Regions from separate parts of the Zea mays genome. Here region 1 is linked to region 2. A link is a contact called in public Hi-C data. All regions are on one chromosome and are shown on one strand. The core of a region is the stretch at or near the end of the contact, and the rest is flanking DNA. Distances in the headings are between cores, read along the strand shown. Region 1 holds the start of LOC542193 (expressed protein DH12). Region 2 holds the start of LOC100191784.

What was found. A called contact is a pair of places that touch in the nucleus more often than the background predicts.
Region 1: a contact with region 2 is called in a Hi-C map of leaf, with 4 times the contacts expected there. The contact joins the promoter of LOC542193 here to the promoter of LOC100191784 in region 2. A contact is called at or near these places in 5 of 25 Hi-C or Micro-C datasets (bundle sheath, ear, leaf and 1 more).

Annotation. Positions count from the first base shown.
Region 1 is chr6:170,387,553-170,392,127 of Zm-B73-REFERENCE-NAM-5.0, forward strand. LOC542193 (expressed protein DH12) reads left to right here and starts at 1,855. Exons shown (of 4, transcript NM_001111807.2): 1 at 1,855-2,236; 2 at 2,338-2,622; 3 at 3,517-4,045; 4 at 4,137-4,575. The coding sequence starts at 1,970.
Region 2 is chr6:170,113,802-170,118,223 of Zm-B73-REFERENCE-NAM-5.0, forward strand. LOC100191784 reads left to right here and starts at 2,528. Exons shown (of 10, transcript NM_001137209.2): 1 at 2,528-2,764; 2 at 2,882-2,938; 3 at 4,021-4,203; 4 at 4,298-4,382. The coding sequence starts at 2,528.

The DNA of each region.
Region 1 (4,575 bases), core at 605-3,104, 270 kb after region 2:
CACAAGAAAAGCTTCTACGCAACTCCAAGGAGTTACACAAAGGCTCGGGGGTTGTTGTTGGGTACTTGGTAACATGGTACCCAAAGAGGGCACGGAGGCCTCCCATAGACGGTCCATGAACCAAGCGGCCCGCCTACCAAGCATCTCGGCGTAAAGGTCCAAAAGGCCTCCCGAGGACGGCCCGCCAGGCCGACTAGCTAGCCCACCAAACAAATATCCGTCGAGCAACCCGTTGAGGCCAGGCCGCCGAGCAACCCAGTGAGGCGTGGCTACCGATCAACCTGCCCGCCGAGCAACCCAGCGAGGCGAGGCTGTCGACTAACATGCCCGCCGAGCAACCCGGCGAGGCGAGGCTACCGACCAACCTGCCCACCGAACAACCCAACAAGACAATAGCTGACTCTCAGGAAAAGCCGACCTAGTACTATCAAGCCACGTCGACACGATGGGACATCACCGAGCCATACTCGGACTATGGAATAGGTACCGAGGGGTCCCTGTCAGGAACGACGCCAGATACGTATCCCTGCTGACTAGTGGGATCAGACAACCCCGGTCGTAGAAACCTCAACATTGGGGTCTCTACAGAGACCCATACACCAGAGGGGACGGGGCAATACAACGTACCAGACGTGCGTCTACGCATGATAAAAGATGACGCTAGTGGGATGACGGAAGATGAAGCTGTACTGAAGACATCCCTAAACCACTCATTGAGCTGACTCAATAGAACCGACAAGCACCGCCACATCTAAATTGGAGTAGCTACAGGAAGGCGGACAGGATACGACGCCATACCAGAGGTACGACAGCGCACGCCTCGGCAGACGACTCCGTAGGGGCTACAATGCCTAGAAACATGATTCAACAGATGAGACCATAGGGGCTACGAGGCCCAGAAAGGAGGAGCCCAAACTCCACTCCAGTAGAATACTAGTCCTCATTGTAACGTCTACCCTTGGGCTATAAAAGGGCAAGACAACCCCATCCAAAGATCATCCCATATCTCTATGTATTCACACAAGCACTCAGTTGTAACACGTTCCAAGCAATACCACGATCAGCACTACACTGGACTAGAGATCCGGTCTGAATCAGTATAACCAACTCGCCTTAGATCCACCCTCGAGCCCCCGTAGCTCACCATTCGGAGTGAGTCCGAGCTAGCACCCCTGTCGAACACAAATCTTATTATACCCCGGTTACATAAACCACGACAGGTTTAGATCGTTGGATAACTCTTATCCCTTACTCAAATCCAATAGACAATATCATTTGGATTATTCTTCTCCCCTCAATCCTCCCCTGACCTTACTGCCCCAACCTCTCTCCTCCTAGTGACAGCGTGGCATCCTCCCCTTCCCTCACTTGTGTCGTCGTCCATGTCGATCCCTCTCCTCACGTTAACAAGTCGTATGATAGTATGATAAGGGCAGTGTAGGGACATAGCTGGATACTTAATTGGATGTTAAAATTTTAGTCTCCTTTCTTCAATTACGAACAACGTAAATTTATATTTATGTTTTTAGCATTGAGATTATTAAAATTTATAAAAAGTACATCTCAAATTTGCTCTATATATTTTTAAACAATTAATATAAAATTCATGTTATTCGGGTTCAGATGTTTTTCGCTTTTTTATTATAGGGTGAAAATAATGTAAAAAATTATTAAAAACATATTCTTATCTTTAATAATATATTTAACAACATGATTAAAGATTAGCACAAATTTTATATAATCTATATTAAAATATTAGATTTATCATATAATTCGTTGCGGTTGTGTTTCTTCCCCGCAATTTCCTCAAACGAAACTTGAGCATAGGTACCGTAATTTTTTTCATAACATAAAACAAAGAAAAGGAGTGGGGCGGTCCCTTTTTGCAAACCAACACAAACGCCGAATCGAGTCAATCGGCATTCGGCCGTCCCCAGTCCACCGGAAATAATTGCCTTGATCAGCAACGATGGCGGGAGATCCGGCCGCCGGGGTCGGCGGCAACGCCCACCCCGCGTCGGGGAGCAAGAGCTCCCGCTCGTCGACGCGGCACCGTCAGTTCCGCGACCGAGCCAAGGTCCGAGTCGACGACCTACAAGAGATGTTCTGCGGCCTCCAATCCGCTCGCAAGGAGAGCCGCTCCGCCGACGCCGCTGTCCTCGAGGAGCAGGTCCACCAGATGCTCCGCGAGTGGCGTGCCGAGCTCAGCGTCCCATCCCCGGCTTCCTCTCTCCAGGCAAGTCCCCCGAACCCTAGCCCTCCGCCCGTCCCACCGTTCCCCTTTCGTCTTTCGTGCGCAGTAGATTGGTGCTGACGGGTATTCATGGTGCGGCGCAGAACTCGCAGGGGAACAACCGGGAGGCTTCGGATCCACCGTCGGATACGCTGCGACTGCTGCAGCTGGCGGTGCCCGAGGAGGAGGACGATGCCAGCAGTAAGCTCCTGGTGCCCCCTTCTCGTCAGACCCACGAGCACGGGCAGGACAGCAGGATGGCCAATACTGATCAGCAGTGTGAAGCTATAGATGGGGGCACTGCTCCTGCGCAGCACTCTCTAGGTCAGGGAGTGGATGGAGATTGTGGAGAAGTGTCTTCTGTTGCTAATGCAATGTTCAATCATCGGGTAGTCTTTTTATTTTCAATTATCGTTCTGGAAACTGTTCTTTTTTCAGATTGATAATGCGGAGGAGCTTGTCTCGATGAATTACTAACATTGTGATGCTAGTCATTCTAAGGAAACCCAAGCATGTGGATTTTGTTGGATAGTGTTTAACTTTTGAGTGATTGGTCACTTAGGCATTCTCTCACTGAGGCTTTTCGTTCTAGAGGATATCTATGTGTAGGATGGTCTTTTTTTAATTACTATGTTGATGATATTGTCACAATAACAAAATATGTCAACTGGATACAGTATCTTTGTTTGCATTAGAACTCACTAGTTTTCTTCCATCTTGTTATGTTGTTCAGTTGCAAATTATATACCATAGTATCAGTATGGATCAGCACTATAAACTAACTTCATTCATGAGTGATGACTTGTTTCAACTCGCAGTGCCTGATACTTTAGTGCTATACATGAGTATCATAGACAATATGTTGATGCATGTGGAATAATGTGGTAGTACTATTTAAGCTTCTGAAGAGTACAAGTCATAACAGTATATCTTTGTGTAGTTAGGCTAGTTGTAAATAAAAAATAATGGTAGACTCTTGAAAAATCACAATTTTAGGCCTCATATCATGTCTCAAAGTTTTGAGTTTCTGATTCAATTTAATTGTTATGGGCTCTAAACTGTACCTTGTGACAAAGGAGCATATGTACATGTTATGTTACTTGTAGGTTTGATACATGATTACGAACCTAGACACAAAACAGAGGACAATAATTGGCAGTGGTTGGCTTAACCAATAACATGCTGTTTCATACCATTCCATTATTCTGTTGCATGTAGTGTATCATGTTTCTTTTACCATCTCTATTGATAGCTTTAATGAGCCTATCTTACTTTGCTTGCAGATGTACTATACAGACTATGAACTTAATATTGATGATTTTCTGTGTGGTGATGGTTACAAAATAAATATTTCTGGTTCTAATGAAGATCAGTTCAATAATCTGCATGGGATTGGCCAGTTGGGACATCAACAGTTTGATTTGCCATTAGATTTGCCACCTACTCATTCATATGCTGATGCAAATAACTCTGAGCAAAATACTGGAGATGTTTTTGTTCACATGTCAGACTTGCTTACAACAATATGGCCGTCACCCTCTCAGTATTTGGGGCCAAAATGTGCACTTTGGGACTGTGGTAGGCCAGCTGGAGGGACAGAAGACTCTGGAGATTACTGCAACCCTTACCATGCTGGTTTGGCTTTGAATGATGATGGTCTTCTTGGGATAAGACCTGTGATGCGTCCAAGAGGTATTGATTTGAAAGATGGGCCACTGTTTGCTGCTCTCATTGCAAAAGTTCAAGGAAAGAACGTTGGTATTCCTGTGTGTGGAGGCGCTGCTACGTCTAAATCCCCATGGAATGCACCTGGTAAGTATTGTTATATTAGTGCTAGCATGGATGGTTAATGTTGATAGCATCAAATTATTTTGCTAACTTCTATGTTGTGCTGTTGTTGCAGAACTTTTCGATCTTTCTCTTCTGGAGGGTGAATCTCTTAGAGAATGGTTGTTCTTTGATACTCCAAGAAGAGCATTTGAGAGTGGCAACCGGAAGCAGAGGTCATTGCCGGATTACGGTGGTCGTGGGTGGCATGAATCAAGGAAGCTGGTAATGAAAGATTTCGCAGGTCTGAAGAGGTCCTATTACATGGACCCACAACCATCAAGCAGCCATGAGTGGCATCTTTTCGAGTATGAGATCAATGCTTCTGATGCCCTCGCCTTGTACCGTCTTGAGTACAAGTCCTCTGACCCCAAAAAGGGTGCTGCTAAGTCAAAACTGGCTAGTCCACTGAATGAAATCCGGCAGCGAATGGGCAGGCTGACTGCAGACAGCCCTGTGGAAAACAAGCGGACTGCTAGGAGCAAGCCAAAGGCTAACCAGAACCAGAAGGATAC
Region 2 (4,422 bases), core at 1,278-3,777:
TTAATGCTTTCATGTGAATGTCATCCAGTGTGGTCCCATCTTTGTGACCGTTTTATCAAACAACGTAACACCACACACATACACATGCTCCTATTGACATAGGACTCCAAAATTTGATGAACTTCGAAGCAAAAGCCTTTTGTTTCTCTGTTTGAGGAAATGGTATTGTCTTCACGAAAGCAACCAATTCTATGTATATACCATCAGCAAGGTAGTAACTCGTGTTGCACTCATTTTCATCAATTGGAAACTGAACCTGAAGTGCTTCTCCTCTCAACGTGTCGAAAACAAGGGGGAGCTGATTGAGCACATTAAGGTCATGGTTTGACCCAACAACTCCAAATAAAAGCATGCCAAATGTGAAGGTCATGAGAAGCAAGAACTTCTAGGACCATTATTGGTACTCCATAACCACCACAAGTGAATTGCCCCTCCATGCTAAAGGACACTTCTCCCAACACCAATGCATGCAATATATGCTTCCTAACATGCAAGAAAGCCACGTGACTCATTAACCTAAAGTATACGCTCAACATTCTGACACGAGGGACGTCTCATGTACTCCCCACTGAACACCTCAATCACACTCTGTGTCTCTACATGTGGGGTTGTTGGGTATTTACTGTGTGGGGCCTGCAGTCGAACCGACTTGTAACTCTTTCTCCTTCCCTGGTCTATTAAAAGAGGAGTAGAGGAGCATAGAAGATAATTTGATTCTAAATCACCTCACTTGATCTAAAAGAGTGCAGCATGTAAGGGTAGGCTTAAAAGTGAGCTCGACACAATTAATCTAGAGCTTTTCACCAGAACCATACGAGAAGGTAGAGCTAAGAGGTCATGATGATCAGTAACGAACGCTTAAGGCTGCAATCTTTTTTCACCTTTGTGTTCATCGGTCCGTCACAATAATAGGTCATCGCCTATTACACGCTCTACGGTCGAAACATTTCTAAACAACCCTCATGCTCGTACCAGACTGTACATAGGTTTAGCGTACATCCGATTTATGGCTTCGCTCTATCCGTAATGTTGTTCATGTTTTGTTTACGTTCGATACTCTGTGTCGTACTGCTATATATATGACAATGAGAGTTTTATTTACAGTTAATACCGTAACACGATGACATATTTGATGACTTGATATGTTAATTACGAAGAGAGACTGATAAAGCATTTACATAATTTTATGATACTGACAATTACGGTACAAAACTTTGATTGAAACGGGGGGCAGACAAAGGCAAATCTACTCATCGTTGACCAAAAAAAAGGCAAATCTGCCGGTAAAACCTCCTTTTGGACCCTAGGAAATCTGTATGAAAAATATAGGAATTTGGTTCCTATAGGAATCAGCACTGCAATGCCCTTTGGTTGGCAGGTTTGAGACTTTGAGGCGTGGGAAAATTGGAGGGTAAAAATCCTTTGGAAGCATTTCACGGAAGAAACATGGGAAAGAAAACATGCACTCTGATCTCATTTTTCTAGCATGCGCATAGAATGAAGATAAAGGACAAGTCAAAGACTACAGAGACAGAGAGAGGAAGTATAGCACTGGCCCACATGTGTAATTAAGTAGCTTGATAAAGAATCTCGTAGGGATTTTTACAAACACTGTTATGGACTCGTCCCTTACGTGTTTCCTACAATCATCCGAACACAATTCAACAAATGTTCCTATATTTTTATTTGTCTGTTTTGCACATACATCTATGTTATATCCCTGTGTTTTCCCTGTTCCTGCAATTTTTTTCTTTCAAAGGAGGACTAAGCAAAGACCTCCTTCCGTGCTTGGCCTTTCCCGGGAGCGTGACGCTGCCGGGGCCGTTTTCGCGAAAGCAGGACGCACACAAACACACAAACAACCAAGCAACAATGGCAAACGAGCGAGCGCGGAGGAAAAGCCACCTTTTCTTCGAGTTCTACCTCTAGCTGGTCCCGACGCCCGAGGGCCGACGGCGAGAGCAGACCGGGCCTCCTCCCTGTGCGGAAACAGTTCAGTCCTGCTCGGCTCGGCACACCACCAACGGTTACGCGCCTACAGACGCCGTGCCGCGGCGCCCGAGGACAAGGAACCCCACCAAAACCACCCGCCGAAACCGAGCCAAAAGCTCTGTGGTCCCCTCGTCCACGGCCACCGACCCCACCATCCATAAACTCGCCACGGCCACTGCCGCAGCGGTCCGGTCAGGAGGGGCGGGAACAGGAACCGCGGCCCGCACGCATCGAAGCCGCTGCGGTCTGCGCTCTGCGGTGGTGGGCTCTGGCTCTGCCTCTGGCTCTGGCGCAGGGGCGTGGGGGACGGGACTGGCATTGCCACTGCCCAGCCGCGGGAGCGGCCCCTCCGGGGGGACAAGCGCATTAATGCCACTGCCGCCTCCGCCGATTTAACTCCCCGCCTCTATCGCCCTCACCTTCACCTGTACGCCGTCCCGCTTCGCTTCGGAGAGGTCGCTGCCTGTGCCTGCCATCAACGTTCCCTCGCTGGTTGAGGTAGACCCACCGACCCCCAGTACTAGTCGGGACAGAGATGGGGATTGATCTCAACGCCGTGGGGGAGGACGACCCGGCGGGCGCGGTGTGCGCGGAGCTGTGGCACGCGTGCGCGGGGGCTGGAGTGGCGCTGCCGCGGCGGGGCAGCGCCGTGGTGTACCTGCCTCAGGCGCACCTCGCGGCGGGCGGCTGCGACGGTGGTGGGGTGTCGGCGCCGGCCCCGCCGCGCGTGCCGCCGCACGTGGTGTGTCGCGTCGTCGACGTCGAGCTACGCGTGAGTTGGCCTGCCCCCCCCCCCCCCCCCCCCCACCTTGCATCGTGCAGCCCAGCTGGTGATTTAGTTTTGCTTGCTTTCCTATTCTTACGCCAGTGCGTGTGCGTGCGCGTGCAGGCGGATGCGGCCACGGACGAGGTGTACGCGCGGCTTGCGCTGGTGGCGATGGATACGGTGAGTGTCGTTGCTTCGGAAAAGTTCGTTGCTCGCGGTGGGGGGTGGGGGGGCGCTGTGATTTCAGCCAAATCGTTTCACTGATTTCTACCGCGGATGTTGGATATGGTATCTGTTCCATTGACTTCATTCCCTGTTTCGTCTGCAGTTTGCATTTTGCCAGAGCGTTGGGGGCTTGGGGCTAGATATGACTCGTCACTAGAGTATATTTTTGGTATTCAAACGCAATGTGGAGGACCTGCCATTGCCAACTTCGAGTTGTTCGAAATGATTGGCTTGGGAGTACAGTGTCACATCGATTTAGGGGGTGTTTGGTTTTAGAGACTAATTTTTAGTCCCTCCAATTTATTCCACTTTAGTCACTAAATTGTCAAATATAGAAACTAAAATAGAGTTATAGTTTCCATATTTTGTAATTTATAGACTAAAATGGAATAAAATGGAGGGACTAAAAATTAGTCCCTAGTAACCGAACACTACCTTAGACTAGGAATCGTTTTGGATTCAGATATCACTATTTACCACTTTTTAGTTCGAAGTCCAATACAAATATTGTCGCATACTAATGCAACACCAAATATCTCAAATCGAATCTACACTAAAACAGATACAGATATGGATCATTGAATATCTGGACATCGGCGCATCGATATCTAATTAGTACTAGTACTTTGTTAGAGGCTTGGGCATCGTTAACCACAGTACCTTCTTGTCCTTGCTTGTTAGTCTTTTCCTGTTTTCCTTCTTAATGCTTGGTTAAACTCTCTGAATAATTCGATCAGTCACAGACTAAGTACGAAATCATTCATTGGTTACTGTAGACTGTAGTGATAGCCCCTTTTTTTCATTTATCATGGTACTTTGCTAGACCTTATTTTTTTTGAAGGCATTGCTTCGTCCTTGGTGTTCGTACTAGTTGCTCACTGGTATTGTACTACTAGGAGAATCGATCATAGTTTATTTTGGCATCTCATTGTAGCGGGCAATGAATGGAATAGGAATCTCGCATGCTGCGTGGTTGGAAACAAGATTTTTTCTCTCTCTCCCGTAGGTCTCTAAAAACATTGTTTATTTGGACCCAGATGTTTGGCCGAAACATCAATGATGGTGAAACTGAAGAGAAGAATGGCGAGGAAGAGGATGGCGACGGAGAAAAGAAGCACGCATCACACATGTTCTGCAAGACACTCACAGCTTCTGATACCAGCACACATGGGGGATTCTCTGTTCCACGGCGAGCTGCAGAGGACTGCTTTCCACCATTGGTGATACACATGGAACAGACTTTAGTTTGCTCCTAATCCTAGATTAGGTTGAAGTGCTGCTCTAACCAGTTCCTGTTTCATCTTTTTCTTCTAGGACTATGAGCAGCTTAGGCCTTCCCAAGAGCTTATTGCCAAGGATTTGCATGGCATGAAATGGAGGTTCCGTCATATCTATAGAGGTACCAACACATGGTCTGGTATTTTGGAGTACTCCTAGAT